2 separate regions of the Hordeum vulgare genome follow, and region 1 is linked to region 2. Evidence: chromatin contacts called from public Hi-C data. All regions are on one chromosome and are shown on one strand. The core of a region is the stretch at or near the end of the contact, and the rest is flanking DNA. Distances in the headings are between cores, read along the strand shown.

Evidence for each region. A called contact is a pair of places that touch in the nucleus more often than the background predicts.
Region 1: a Hi-C map of seedling shows a contact between it and region 2, with 4 times the contacts expected there. The contact joins the promoter of LOC123447893 here to the promoter of LOC123447891 in region 2. A contact is called at or near these places in 4 of 6 Hi-C or Micro-C datasets (leaf and seedling) and 1 of 1 datasets of contacts at active chromatin or transcription factors (embryo).

The regions. Positions count from the first base shown.
Region 1 is chr4H:65,606,813-65,613,644 of MorexV3_pseudomolecules_assembly, forward strand. It overlaps LOC123447893 (transcriptional corepressor SEUSS-like), which reads right to left and starts at 3,180. Exons shown (of 10, transcript XM_045124609.1): 1 at 2,775-3,180; 2 at 1,119-2,378; 3 at 897-1,016; 4 at 666-714; 5 at 373-587; 6 at 173-241; 7 at 1-56. The coding sequence starts at 2,240.
Region 2 is chr4H:65,090,348-65,097,282 of MorexV3_pseudomolecules_assembly, forward strand. It overlaps LOC123447891 (mitogen-activated protein kinase kinase kinase 3-like), which reads right to left and starts at 3,614. Exons shown (of 11, transcript XM_045124607.1): 1 at 3,079-3,614; 2 at 1,602-2,075; 3 at 1,412-1,499; 4 at 1,259-1,321; 5 at 900-1,060; 6 at 727-802; 7 at 581-640; 8 at 400-507; 9 at 62-316. The coding sequence starts at 3,401.

The DNA.
Region 1 (6,832 bases), core at 1,930-4,429, 520 kb after region 2:
GTTGAACTTTGAGCAGCAGCCTGGTATTTTTGTACTGCCGTGCCAAGCTGACTAACCTGAAATAAACATCAAAGTGCAAAAATATATCAGGTGTTCGATCCAAATTGAATACAAATAACAAGATCCCTGACCTGTGAATAAAACTATGTATATACATTAAAAGTCTTCATACCTGAGGTATTATTGATCTCCGCGGAATCAGTTCCTCATGGCGCCTAGCACAGAACTCCCAAGATGCAATCTTCAATAAAAGGAAATGGTACAGGATTGTGTAATATGTTAGTCCAAAAGGCACAACTTATTAAGAATAATATCATAAAAAGAACCGATATAATGACAGGAAGAACAAAGTACAAAATTGAACAACAATACCTTGAGGTCTGGATTGAAAACTATCCTTAGATGCCCCTCACGTACCACGCGCAATTGATCAAAGACACTTTCCTGAATAGCTTTTGCATAATCCAAAATAATCTGTCCAGATGCATTCTGGGATTCACGTGGCATATCGATATATAATAGTTCTTCCAATGTACCACTCGCATATTTGATTTGGCATAGTCGAGGTAAGACCTCTACTGTTGTCTCTGTAAAGGTAAGAATGTAAGATCAAACTTAGAAACACGAGTAAGAGAGGAAGATGCACAAAATTAAATGATGCTTACCAAAGCCCCGGCCAGGCTTTCGGTTGCATATTTCGCAGTGCCAGACATCCTGCAGGTGCAAAGCCATAAGGAAAGTTATAAATGAGAATTTACAAGGCAAATTATACTAAAAACACTATGTGTTACTCCAAATTATCTAAGGCTCTGACTAACTAATAGAGCTGAATTTACTTGCATAAAACAAATATAGGTAGATACATATTATTTTTAGCAGTTGGAGAAAGACACCACCTGAGGGAAAACTCCAGTAGTTTGACGACCACTTCCATAGAGAGATACACACCACCTCTTTTTAGCAGTTGGAGCAAAATACTCATTGACAAAGTTTCTCCAGTACTCAATATTGTTATCCTGCATCAAAAGGAATGGGTAGATGCCCTAAGTTGTAAGCACATGTCTTCTGCTTGGAACATATGAAGTTACTCATTTGAAACAAACAACAAAATCTTTTACCTGTGGTCTGTTCTGCTGATGATACATGTAATGGGTCAATCTTTTTGCACAGGTACCTGGCTCATAAGGAGCCAGCTTTCCTGGGGTTCTCATGTTTAGACTCTGTTGACGAAGTAATTGCTGCTGATGCTGCTGCTGCTGCTGCTGCTGCTGCTGCTGCTGCTGTTGCTGCTGCTGCTGCTGCTGCTGCTGTTGTAATTGGTTTCTCTGTAAAGGCATGTTCTTTAGAATCTGTTGGTGTTGCTGCTGATGCTGCTGCATATGCAAAAGACGCTGCTGTTGCAAGAGGTTCAGCTGGGCAGCCGCAGCAGCTTGAGGATTCTGCTTCGTGAGTTGCAACAAATGGTTATGGTGCTGTTGTTGTTGCTGCTGCTGCTGCAAGAACGCTGATGGGTCCGAACTCGACTGCTCCATCTTGACTCCTCCCAAACCCCTCAACGCCTGCAACTGCTGCGGCTCAAATTTTACATTTCCAGCATTGCGCATCATCTGGGCTGGGCCGTTCTGGTCAGGCAGTCCTATCTGCTGTTCTAATTTGACTCCACCAATGCTGCCGCCATTCTCCAACTTCACCTTAGCTTGCGACTGTGGCTGCTGTGACGACAACTGCTGCTGGTTGTAAGACATCGGTAGTTGATGCTGTTGCTCCTGCTGGTGCTGCAAATCCTGCGCGTCCATCTGCTGCTGCTGCTGCTGCAGGATATCTGAACCTAGGTGATTGCCCAAACTAACCTGCGAGGAGGATGGGAACGACATGGGATCGGATCCTCCCGTGCCAATAAAATCACCAGCGCCATCAAGCCCCCCTCTCTGCTGAAGGGTATTCATCGGAAGCCCACCGTTTGGCATTTGTCCTGGACTTGGAACAGGGCTCCCGTTTCCAAACGATGACCGGTTGAGCAGGGAGGAGACATTAGAGGTTGCTCCCAGCAAGCCATTTCCCCCGAACTGAGTCCGCGGGGAGACAAGAGATGAGAAGGGGGACTGCGACTGAAGCATGCCGCCACCCCCACCCATTCCCTGTTGGCCACCACTGAGCAGGCTAGAACTTGTCCGGAGAAGTGAGGCACCGCCTACTGGCTGGCCAGGCCCCATTGGGTTCGGCGGCCCTGACGATACCATCGTTGCAGGCAATGGGAGAGCTACCAACTCAGCAGAAACTAGTCCAAGATCGAGAGCGCCACCAGTCACCTGGCCATACTTTCAGCACGGAACGGCCGCAAGATCCGCCAAAATTGAGCAGGAACAAGGCAGCAAACCCTGAAAACAAGCAGAGACTCCAGCTTTAGGACACAGGCATTGGATCTAGAGTGGTATCTCCAGCACAAATCTACTGAACACCAATCCCCACCACCTGAAATCAACTTAGAAACAACACAAACGAGCATCCAAAGCAAACTTGTACTCCTCAAAGCCGCCACGACGAAAGCAAAATATCTGCACCAAATCCAACCCGAAAAAAAAAAAACCGAGCACAGCAGCAGACACGAGCAGAATTAAGCAACCCCGAACTCCCCGACTAGATCGCAGCTTCCGAGCCCAAACACGCAAAATGAGAAAGAAAGGAAAAAAAAAATCAAGGAGCAGCAGCATCAACAGCGACCCCGTCACCGAAAACCCGCCGAGCGAAACACGCCGGAACCCGACGCCACTCACCGCCGCGACCAGCCAGCAAAATCCAGTCCGCCGCGAATCCGGCGATCCAGAGCTCGAGCCGGCGCCAAATCGCGCGGCGAAGGCCCGCAGGGATGCGTCGTCGGCCGCCGGCGCCGCGCACTGCCGCGAGGAGCAGCACTGCCACCGCCGCGCCGGATAAGCTCCGCTCCGGCTAGCTAGGGTTTAGGCCCCCCCGCCGCGCTGCCGGTCGGAGGGAGATAACAGCGGGATAAAAAAAAAATCAGTTCGTTCGTTAAAAAAAATCTTTCCCTCTCGTCCCTGTGTGCGAGCGACGGGATTTGGGTCTGTGGACTGGAGGAGGGAGGGAGGAGGCCAAACGAGGAGGAGGAGGAGGAGGAGGAGGAGAGAGAAAGCGAAACGAAACAGGAGAGAGAGAGGGGGGGGAGGAGGCGGAAGCGGAAAATTCTGAGGCTTTGTCCTTGCGGACGTCAAAATTCCCATTCGATTTGATTAAGATCCGGGGGGCGCGACCTCGAGGATCCTGCGCTCCGGTCGCCGACGGGCGGGGCCGGCGCCGCGCGGGCCCCGCGGGGCGGTGGGAGGGTGGGCGCGTGGGTTCGGTGGGGCGGGGTCTGATTAGGATGGTGTGTTTTCTCTTTCTGTTGGGGTGTTTTGTTTTCTCGGTTTTGGTTGTGGGACTGGGATGATGCGCTGCTGAGGTTAAAAGAAGTCAATGGAGCGCGTGCTCCGTGCCCGTGCCATGGCCAACGGTGTGGCACCCGCCCGGGGATATCCCTCCCCCTCCTCCTCTTGTCACGCACGTTGTGATGAAAACGCAGGTGGGGCTTTAGTAAACTCCGAGTCAGACTGACTTTAGTATACTCTATCTATCTAGGTCCACTTTTTTCTAGTCCATCTATCTAGTAATAGTAATACCAACAGTAAATAAAAGCATATAAACAATGCGGAGGTTTTTAGAGCTGTCATTCATGTAGGAAAAATTATTGATGAAGTTTATGTTTTGTTCGACATTTCGTTGCAGAAAAGATGGATGTCTTGTGTGATGTGTTTCTAAAACCATTCCACTGCAACGTTTGAAATTAATATGAACATTTCGCGCGCCGAAAAGATGCTTTTAGTTGCACCATATGTCTTACATGATGTGTGTTTTCAAAATTAGTAGTGGTTTATATAATGTTTGAAATCAGTACGAACATTTCACATGAGGAAAAATTGCTTTTAGTTGCACCACATGTCTTACGTGATGTGTGTTTCTAGAATTAGCATTAGTTTCTATAACCATCAAAATCAATACAAACATTGCGTCCCCAGAAAAGATTCTTTTACTTGCAACATTTGTCTTTAGGTAACGTGTGTTTTTTAAATTATCGTTAGTTCTTATGACGTCCGGAATTATTACGAATATTTCACACGCGGATAAATGTTATTTAGTTATACAATATGTCTTATGTGGTGTTTGTTTCTTAAATTAGTGTTAGTTCCCACCGCATTCAAATTCATACGAATGTCTCGCATGCATAAAAGATTCTTTTAGTTGCTACATTTGTTATATGTGGAGTGCATTTCGTAAATTAGTATTAGTTTTAGCAATGTTCAAATTAATACAAAAAAATCGCTCGCAGAACAGATGTTTTTAGGTGCTTCATCTGTCTTACGTAGCGTGTGTATTTTAGGTTATTACTAGTTATGATAACATTCAAGATTATTACGAACATTTCGCACACAGAAAATATGCTTTTAATTGCTCCATTTGTCTTGCCCTTGTGTTGTCCACACACGTGGCATCCGTCGGAGCCGCACGATAACCCTTCCCCAGCCCCTACCTCCTTCACCTGAAGTGGTATGTGGTGGCGGGAGCTCACGTTGCTGCTCGTCTTCCCCCTCCCATTGGCTCGCGGAGATATCATCACCTTTACCTTGTTTGTATCGGCACCGACACGCCCTGGCTTCCTTGCGGCTGTGATGCTCCCTCGCACTCGTCATTTGGTTCTCGCCCCCTCGTGGGCCGTTCCAGTGCTCGTCTTGGGCCAACAGGGTCCAGCCTTCTTGCCCATGTGGCGTTATTCTCCAGCACCACCGCCTCCGGGGGCTTCCTCCGGCATTGATGTCGCGTGTCCACGGGCCTGATATTCGGATTTGGCCATGCTGATGGTGGCCATCGCATGTCTGGTGTTCCCTATTGTGCTCTAGCCAACTCCACGTCATGGGGTATATATGGTGGCCTAGCTAGGTGGGTCATAGTTATCTCGTGTAGGCCAGCCCAACTTGCGACAACCCATGATGTGAGCAGACGAAGCCCATGCACAGATATGGAGGTGCCACACTACTAGAAAGACGAAAATAATTCACGCCCAAAGAATATCATCACCGACGCGCTTACGACCCTTCAATGGTTTTGTGTGAGTGATGTTAGTGACATCACATACAAGCTGGTTGACCAATCAATGATGTGTATAATAGTGATGGTTCAGCCAATCAATGTTGACTATCTTAAGGGCATGCAAAAAACATAGCATCACTAACCGACAGTCCTTATGAAACTGATCCATGATGTTTGAGTGGGGACTGGCTACCTAGCCTGCTGGACTTCTTCCAACCCCTTGTCGCACTATACCATACACAATCATATGTATATATTTTCATATTATAAACGGAAAAAATGTATCATAACTACATGGGTCCATATCGTCACATACATGCATGTATAGTAGATCAACGCTGCACAAATAAATGTCAACGTTCATCAACGATGCAGGTAAAAAGAAAGTATATATTTGTACCTTATTGGTCTTGTGGAACGAAACATTTGAAGGTAAGACATCGTGTAAATTTCATTAAAGTAAATCATTTTTTTTATTTGACAACATAAGACATCACTACAATTTATGCATCGTGCACTAACTACAAAGTGCGCTTATGAGTTTTGATAGTGCACTTTCTTCGAGTTTAGAGGGAGTTCTTTGCTAATTCACCATGGGATCGGACTTGGTACTCGATGGCTCCTTCACCGAGAAAATGGTCGATTGGCAACATATGGGTCTTTGGCCAAAGAGATGGCCCCTTTAGCGACTGGCGCTGTTGTTTGAGAAGTAGCACCGGGGGCCATAGTGTTCACTAGAGGCTTCTCTCAAAATAGCAAGTATTACGGTGGGTGAACAATTTAGTGTCGAGCAATTGATAGAACCGCACAAAGTCATGACTATATCTAAGGCAATGATCATACATATAGGCATCACGTCCGAGACAAGTAGACCAATACTTTCTGCATCTACTACTATTACTCCACACATCGACCGCTATCCAGCATGCATCTAGTGTATTGAGTTCATGACGAACAGAGTAACGCCTTAAGCAAGATGACATGATGTAGAGGGATAATCTCAAACCAGTGATGAAAACCCCATCTTTTTATCCTTGATGGCAACAACACGATGCGTGCCTCGCTACCCCTTCTGTCACTGGGTGAGGTCACCGCACGGTATGAACCCAAAACCAAGCACTTCTCCCATTGCAAGAATCATATATCTAGTTGGCCAAACAAAACCCACAACTCGAAGATAATTACAAGGATATGAAATCATGCATAAGAGAGATCAGAAGAAACTCAAATAAGATTCATAGATAATCTGATCATAAATCCACAATTCATCGGATCTCGACAAACACACCGCAAAAGAAGATTACATCGGATAGATCTCCATGAAGATCATGGAGAACTTTGTATTGAAGATCCAAGAGAGAGAAGAAGCCATCTAGCTACTAGCTATGGACCCGTAGGTCTATGGTGAACTACTCACGCATCATCGGAGAGGTCATGGTGTTGATGAACAAGCCCTCCGTATCCGAATCCCCCCTCCGGCAGGGCACCAGAACGTGCCCCAGATGGGATCTTGCGGAGACAGAAGCTTGCGGCGGCGGAAAAGTACTTTCGATTATCTCCTGATTTTTTATGGAATTTTAGAGAATATATAGGCGCAAAACCTAGGGCAAAGGAGGCTCATGGAGCCCACAAGCCAGGGGCGCAGGCCCCCCTGGCAGTGCCATGAGGGCTTGTGGGGTCCCTGGTGGCCCCTGCC
Region 2 (6,935 bases), core at 2,364-4,863:
AGGCAGATTTCATAATATAGACCAATATTTGACGGTGCATAGACATAGACTGTAGACGTACCGACGCTTTGCTGCCGTCAGTGGAAGTTGGGAACATATCCCTAGTAATGCCAGAGCCAGAGCCAGAGCCAGACCTAGAGGACCTAGCTGAAGCTTGGTCTTTCACCCAAGGATGTTCTATTAATTGAGCAGCAGTTGGGCGTGCAGCAGGATCGCGCTGCAAGCAGAGTTTCAAAAAGCTTTTCGCTTCAGAAGAAAGATGATCTGGGATATCAGGTATGTCTTTGCTGTTTCCAATTTTGAATATTGCAGCCACCTGTGAAATTGATTACAAAATCTTAGCATACAATCAGAAGAAGAACAACCACCATAGCTATTTAAAATTGTCATTACACTCACCCCTTCGTACTGACTCCATGGAGGCCTTGCAGTTGCCATCTCAAGAATGGTGCAGCCAAGGCTCCAAATGTCCACTGAAAGGCTATATCCATTTGTATTCATGATAACCTGGGGAAAAAATAATATCAGTTGGTGTTCAACTAACAAGGAAAAATACACGAGAAAATTACAGTAGCCTTACCTCTGGAGCCATCCAGTAGGGGCTTCCTTTGAAAGATTTGATGGATGTGTATGCTGATATCTGTATAAATAAAATGCACATTTAACAAACTGATGTATGTATAAATAAAATAAATGTCAGATCATTGACACAGTATTAGTACTTACATGCTTGGCCATACCGAAATCTGCAAGTTTGATGTCACCATTAGGATCTACAAGTATATTTGCTCCTTTGATATCCCTGTGAGAAAGGTAAGTTTTCATCAGTAAGAAAGATGTAATGTTTTTCAAAAACAAATAGCCATCCTATTCTATTTACTTTGATGACTGCTTAATACCTGTGCACTGTATTCCGCCCATGCAAGTATGCAAGGCCAGAAAGGATCTGCGCAGTGTAACTCCGGAGGACTGCCTCCCCAAATGGACCATATTCTTGAAGCAACTTATGTATAGAGCCCCCAGAAACAAACTCAAGATAGACTGAGAGTGTTTCACTAGACTGCATTGCAATATGAAACTTATTCAGGCAAAGTGGTAAATAAATATATATATTCTAATGTATCTACCAAGTTAACATTGTAGCACCACTTAACTTTCAGATAAAATATTATAGCGGCTGTGATTGCTTGGGTAATTTATAATAATGTTACATGTTCAAGAATAAAGCATGGAAGATCGTCATATGTTTTGTATTTACCAGTTCACTGCCATAGTACTGCACAATGTTTGGATGGGAAAGCTGATTCAGGAGCAGCATTTCCTGTCAATAAGGAGCAGTGTCAGTATCAATGAAGTAACTCCGTTACATGAGAATGATGCTGACTAATCCAATATGCTCCAAAGATGATACCTGATTTAGCTGCCTCAGACACTCTTTTGAGTTCGAATCATCAGCAATAACCTTAACCTCTTTAATTGCACACATTTGGCCACCTTCGCTGCATTACATTTAGAGTGCAGGTAAGTATACTGCTACAAAGCAAAGGTTCAGTTTCTGAAGAATAGGGGAAAATAGAGGCTCTTAGCATCAAACAGCGCACCTGTTGAATCCGAGGTATACTTGCCCAAATGTTCCACTGCCTAATAACTTCCCCTTCTTCCACTGTGAATGGAGGGAACGAGATGTGCACGGGGAGCCTGGTGGAAGAGGAAGTGGGTGCGGTGAACTTGAGCTCCGGGAATCGTCTTGCCACCCAGTAGGGGATCCTGGGCATTGCCCAAATGCTCTTGAATGCACAGGTGAGGTTGGACAGTGTTTTCCTCTTGAACTAGGGGGAGAGCTTGGCATCCGTGTAGCAAACACAATTTCTGTCGATTTTCGGCCATGACAGTACGTCGTTCGATCACTTGGAAGATCCAAAATATTGGCCTGAAATTCTTTCCTTGGAGAAACTGAGGGTTCAAACGATCTGTTATTCTCCAAAGCCAGATTGCTTATGACGAAGCGTCCTTCGTCTAGCACAAGACTTTGTCTCCGAGAATCAATGGCCGGCGTTTTGTTTGCATCCGATATCCTATTGAATCAAGCATGAAAATCAAGTCAGTTGAAACGCACATCCTTGAACCAATCACTTGACATCACTAGATTTTTTAAAGCATTCTAGAGCTATCATATCTTAACACCATAATTGGGGGTGAAGGAATGTCGTTTAGTAATATTTCTTTATTTGAAAGAAGAAAAGGTCAACAAGCATTGTCTCATATGCTTGTAGCACACGGCGATAAGTTGGGCCACAGAGTTCGAGATTAATTTGCACAATAACAAATTCTAGATGAGATTGGCAAATCGGCTGATGGAACTGCCTTGAAAAATCAATACAAACAACAGTTATAACAGCAACGAAAATTTACCGTAAAAACATCACTAATCTAGTGCCAAACGGAGATCCAAACGATAAGGATCAGTGTTGCAACCAAGAAAACAACACTGAATTTTATAAAATTCATCTTTGTTAACAGCAAAACCAAACCCATCGATCAAGGCCCAGACAATAGCCTGAATTTTATAAACAGCTAGTATGAATCAGGGATCGAAGGAGATCCTTCTTTTTTTCAGGCTAACAGGGCAGCAGAATCTTGTTCCAACTGGATTCATCCGCCAACTGACCAAAGAATTAATCAGTGCACAGGAACATAACTTTCGGGAGGAAAACCAGAGAAACATCAAAGTTGCAGCTCCGAGCAAAGCAGCAAAAAGAAAAGAAAAAACTAATCTCGAAACCAAACAGATGACAAGAACAGCTCAACTCTACCTCCAATTGCCGACTGACGGCATATATATTCAACAAAAAGAATAAGAATAATAATTCAGCAGAACAGCAGCAACTAGTACCACACGCCTAGCGCCGCCAGAACACGCCAAACTTTACACCGAATTCAGCACGAGCGCAGGAGCAAAAGCTCGAACTTTTAGCCTGTGTGTGAAGCAACCAACCAACCACCCAAGCCCAGCAGATTAACCACCGGGCCAACTACTAGTACTCTGCCGATCAGTATGCATGGCGGGCTGCCCCTCACCTGTAGATTCCGAGATCCAGCGGCTCGTCGGAGGCGGCGGAGGACCCGAGCGACGAGCTGCCCCCGCTGGACGCGGACGCGGAGGCGGACGCGGGGGCGGAGGCCGACGGCATGGACGCCGGCCGCGGCAGCGGGTGCCCGACCGCCGGCGCCGGCTGCTTCCCGCGGCCTTCCCTGGAGATAAGCGCCTCGTCGAAGCTGCTCGCCTTCTTGTTCTTCCTGTCCTTCTCCCCGTCCTTTCCGGCCGGAATTGCGCCGGCGTCCCCCGCCGGCGCCGCCGCCTTGCTCTTGCTCCTGCCCTTGCCCTTCCACCACGCCGGCATCCTGCCTCCCGCACGGCGCCGCAGGCCACGCAGCGCTCGTTTGGCCGGGAAAGCTAGTCCCCAGAGAGAGAGATGCGGGAGAGAGGGGGGAGGGGGCTGAAATGGCTATCGTCGTGGAGGAAGCCGGAGGTGGGAGACAGAGAGGCGTACACGCGGGAGAGGAGGAGCGAGAGGGGGCGGGGACTCTTGTAACGACCGGGGTCCCCTTGGCGGGCCCCACCCGCGCAGCCCCCGTTGTCTCGAGCTCTCTCCCCCACTGTGGGTGCGCGTAGCGATATCTGTCTCCCGCCTGGAAGCTGCACACGTAGGCGGGTGGCGATGGGGTCACGATCTTCTGAGGCCGGTAGGCGGGGCCCGCCAGTTGTTGGGGGCGGCTGGCCTGTGGGAGTGGGACCGTGTGGCGTCGCTGCATGCGGGGCCCGCGAACACGGTGGTGGCGTGGACGTGGCGTGACGTGTCCGGTGGGGTCGACGGGGACGCGCTGCTAGAAGCACGCAGAGCGGAGGGAGTGGTTGCCCGGCTGCGGGAAGACTTCTCGTTTCCTTTCATCACTTGTTTACTGGCTGCCGGCAGAGTTATTAGTGAGCAGTGATGCTATTGAGTCCAAAAGACGAGCACTAGTGATGTATTAGTGCCATAGTTTCAAATAGCGGAGATAATATTGCTTAAATTAAATGTCGCTATTTTTTGTTAATGATCTAAAAATATACTGTAGACAACAATCTACTCCTTCGTTCCTAAATATAGTTTTATAGATATTTTAATACTGACTACGTACTGATATATATATACATATTTTACAACGCAGATTCATTCATTTTACTCCGTATGTGGTTTATATTGAAATCTCTATATAGACTAATAGTATGATATTTTAAAAATGAATGAAGTAGTGTTTTTACAAATCCGCTACATGGACATAGCACCCATGATATTGCCCGCAATCCGCATTCATTCATTGGCTTTTCACTGATTTAGCAGAGAAGAGATTACAAAGGATGATCAGACGATCGATTATAGAAAATAATTTGAACATGGGGAATGATTTGTGATAGTCATCTTCCTGAATTGTCTTGCGAGGCGATCTCTCACGTCGCTTCCCTGAATGGGGTCTCTACGCATTTAGCTCTGGCTAGGCGGCATTGCTCCATGTCTCTACCGGCAACGCTTTGTGATCTTGATAGAAAACACAATTTCGTCGTGAAATAAATGGGACCGTTAAGTTTGGTGGTCCCTAATTTCATGGATTGGGAGATAAGGGTTCGACTACAATCAGCTCTTTAAATTCGAGATTAGAAAACACACTTCACTCGGAGGAAAACAAATAATCAAACTTTACATTTTTTGTCGCATGCTTCAATCAGTGGAAGCCATCTCCAAAAGTTTTACGAGATGGTTTTTTTCGTGCTTCCACACCATTGCAAATGTTTACTTTGCGTCGAAGTTGGAGTTACCAAAGTTTGGGGGAGTCGAGTACTTCTAACTTACACAACGGTATTGGTACATAATTCTTGTAAGAATTCGAGTTTGTTGTGCGTTTTGCATCTTTTCCCGATTGTATCCGGGATACCTTATGTGACTTTATTGCTTAATCAATAAAATACCAACTTTGAAATAGATATTACCCTTTTGTAGACTAATATAAAAGCGTCTAGATCACTATTTTAATGATCTAAATACTTCTTATATTAGTTTACGAAGGAAGCAATACGCAATCTCGAAAAAATGGAACGTTTAGATCACTATTTTAATGATCTAAACATTCTTATATTAATTTACGGAGAAAACAATACACAATCTTAAAAAAAGAAGGAAATATATCGATACACAATCCTAGAAGAAGAAAAAGGTATTAATACGATGTATAAAAACCTGTTTATTATCATTTTGGAGGAAAAAACTGGTTATTAGGTGTACAAGATGAGTAGTACCACGCAGAAGCATTCCACCTATGAGCACGCCAGATTAGCGAACAGCACATAGTAGTCGCGTCTCCCCTCATGAACGTACGATATTTTTATGTTGGCACGGAATGCGAGGTTCACGCACGTCCGCCGCGCGCGCACAAGCGGGAGTGCAGCGGCCGCCGCCGCGGCTTCGTGGCTGGTTCACCTTGCCCTTTCGCCCGGGCGCCGGCCGAGGTCGCACGTCACCTCCGGCCGGTTGAGTGAGTGAGCAGGGAGCGAGCGAGCGAGCGAGCGTGAGTGGAGGGATGGCGCGCGCCCACCACCGTCGCCAGTCGCCACTCGCCACGCACCCGTCGCCACCGCACCACTTGCGCCGATCTCTCGCTGTCTCGCGTCGATGGATGGCTTTTAACTCGATCGGCGTCACATGGGAAATATGCACGCAGCCGTCGCCGTCCGCCTAATTCGGCCCCGGCGCGCGCGTGGGGAAGCTTCTGGCGCTGCCCGAAAGATCGCAAGGGAGCTCTTTTCCTTTTTGATTTTAGTTGGACTAGTTGGATGCCCGTGCGTTGTTACGGGGTAACAAACTGAGACATAAAGAACAAACTTTGACATTGAGATATTGATGAAAACATCTTTTAGTTCGTTGACATATAGAGATATTAAACAAAACATCATGTAATTTGCAATGTGTACGCCACACACGTTCATGAGTGTGTTACGATAAATATCAGCTTACATACCTAAAAATTAAACAAAATCAAGGCGATCCATGATCAAATTTGAGGCTAACATATTTATCTTCATGATTCATTCTAAAACATGGGTATCATTAGTAATGTACATGACCACATAACTAATATTTCCACTTCTGAAGATAAACAATTGTGCAACTCCACTATGAATGCTCACACTCACGATAGCCTCAAACCCATAATCCTACCGTGTTAAAAAACTGAACATGACCCAAAAGATAAATAAACTTGAACAAATTCGCGAGCCACCACGAAAGGAGTCAGGGTTGTGCTCTTCGCTGCGCTATGAAAGAATGGCAATATTTTTGCCTCAACCAGAACTAAAATGCAACACCAGACCAGAATTTATGATGGAATACAAATTATGTTACTTCCATCCTAAACGGCTGCCAACTAACATGATCAACATTGCAGCTTACAGCTTGTGGGAAAAACTGAAATACAACAAGTTGGGCTCAATTATAGAAACTTGCAAACTAATTTAATCATTTGCATTTTTTCGATTGACATAGGAAATTACTTTATTGAACACCAAAAATAGGTGCCGCGAAAAATGATAGAATGGCAAGGTAGCTACAAAGTTCTTCATCTCCATCTATCCCCTCATTTGTGACATGGCTCTGCAACACATTTGCTTAACCATCGACCATCGGCTCAGCCTCTAGGCCCTCTACCATCAGACAAGGGTTGGAATAAACCTGAACCACAATAAATATATTTTGTGGTCACGAGTAGGTCGAATTTTCCACGGTCTGCATGAGTCCTCCTACCTTTGAAATATATTAAAAGAACTGAGCCTACAATAGTATGATGCTCCAGCCACCTTCTTCCTTGCCTAAGAAAATCAAGGTAAATGTGCATGACAAAAACAA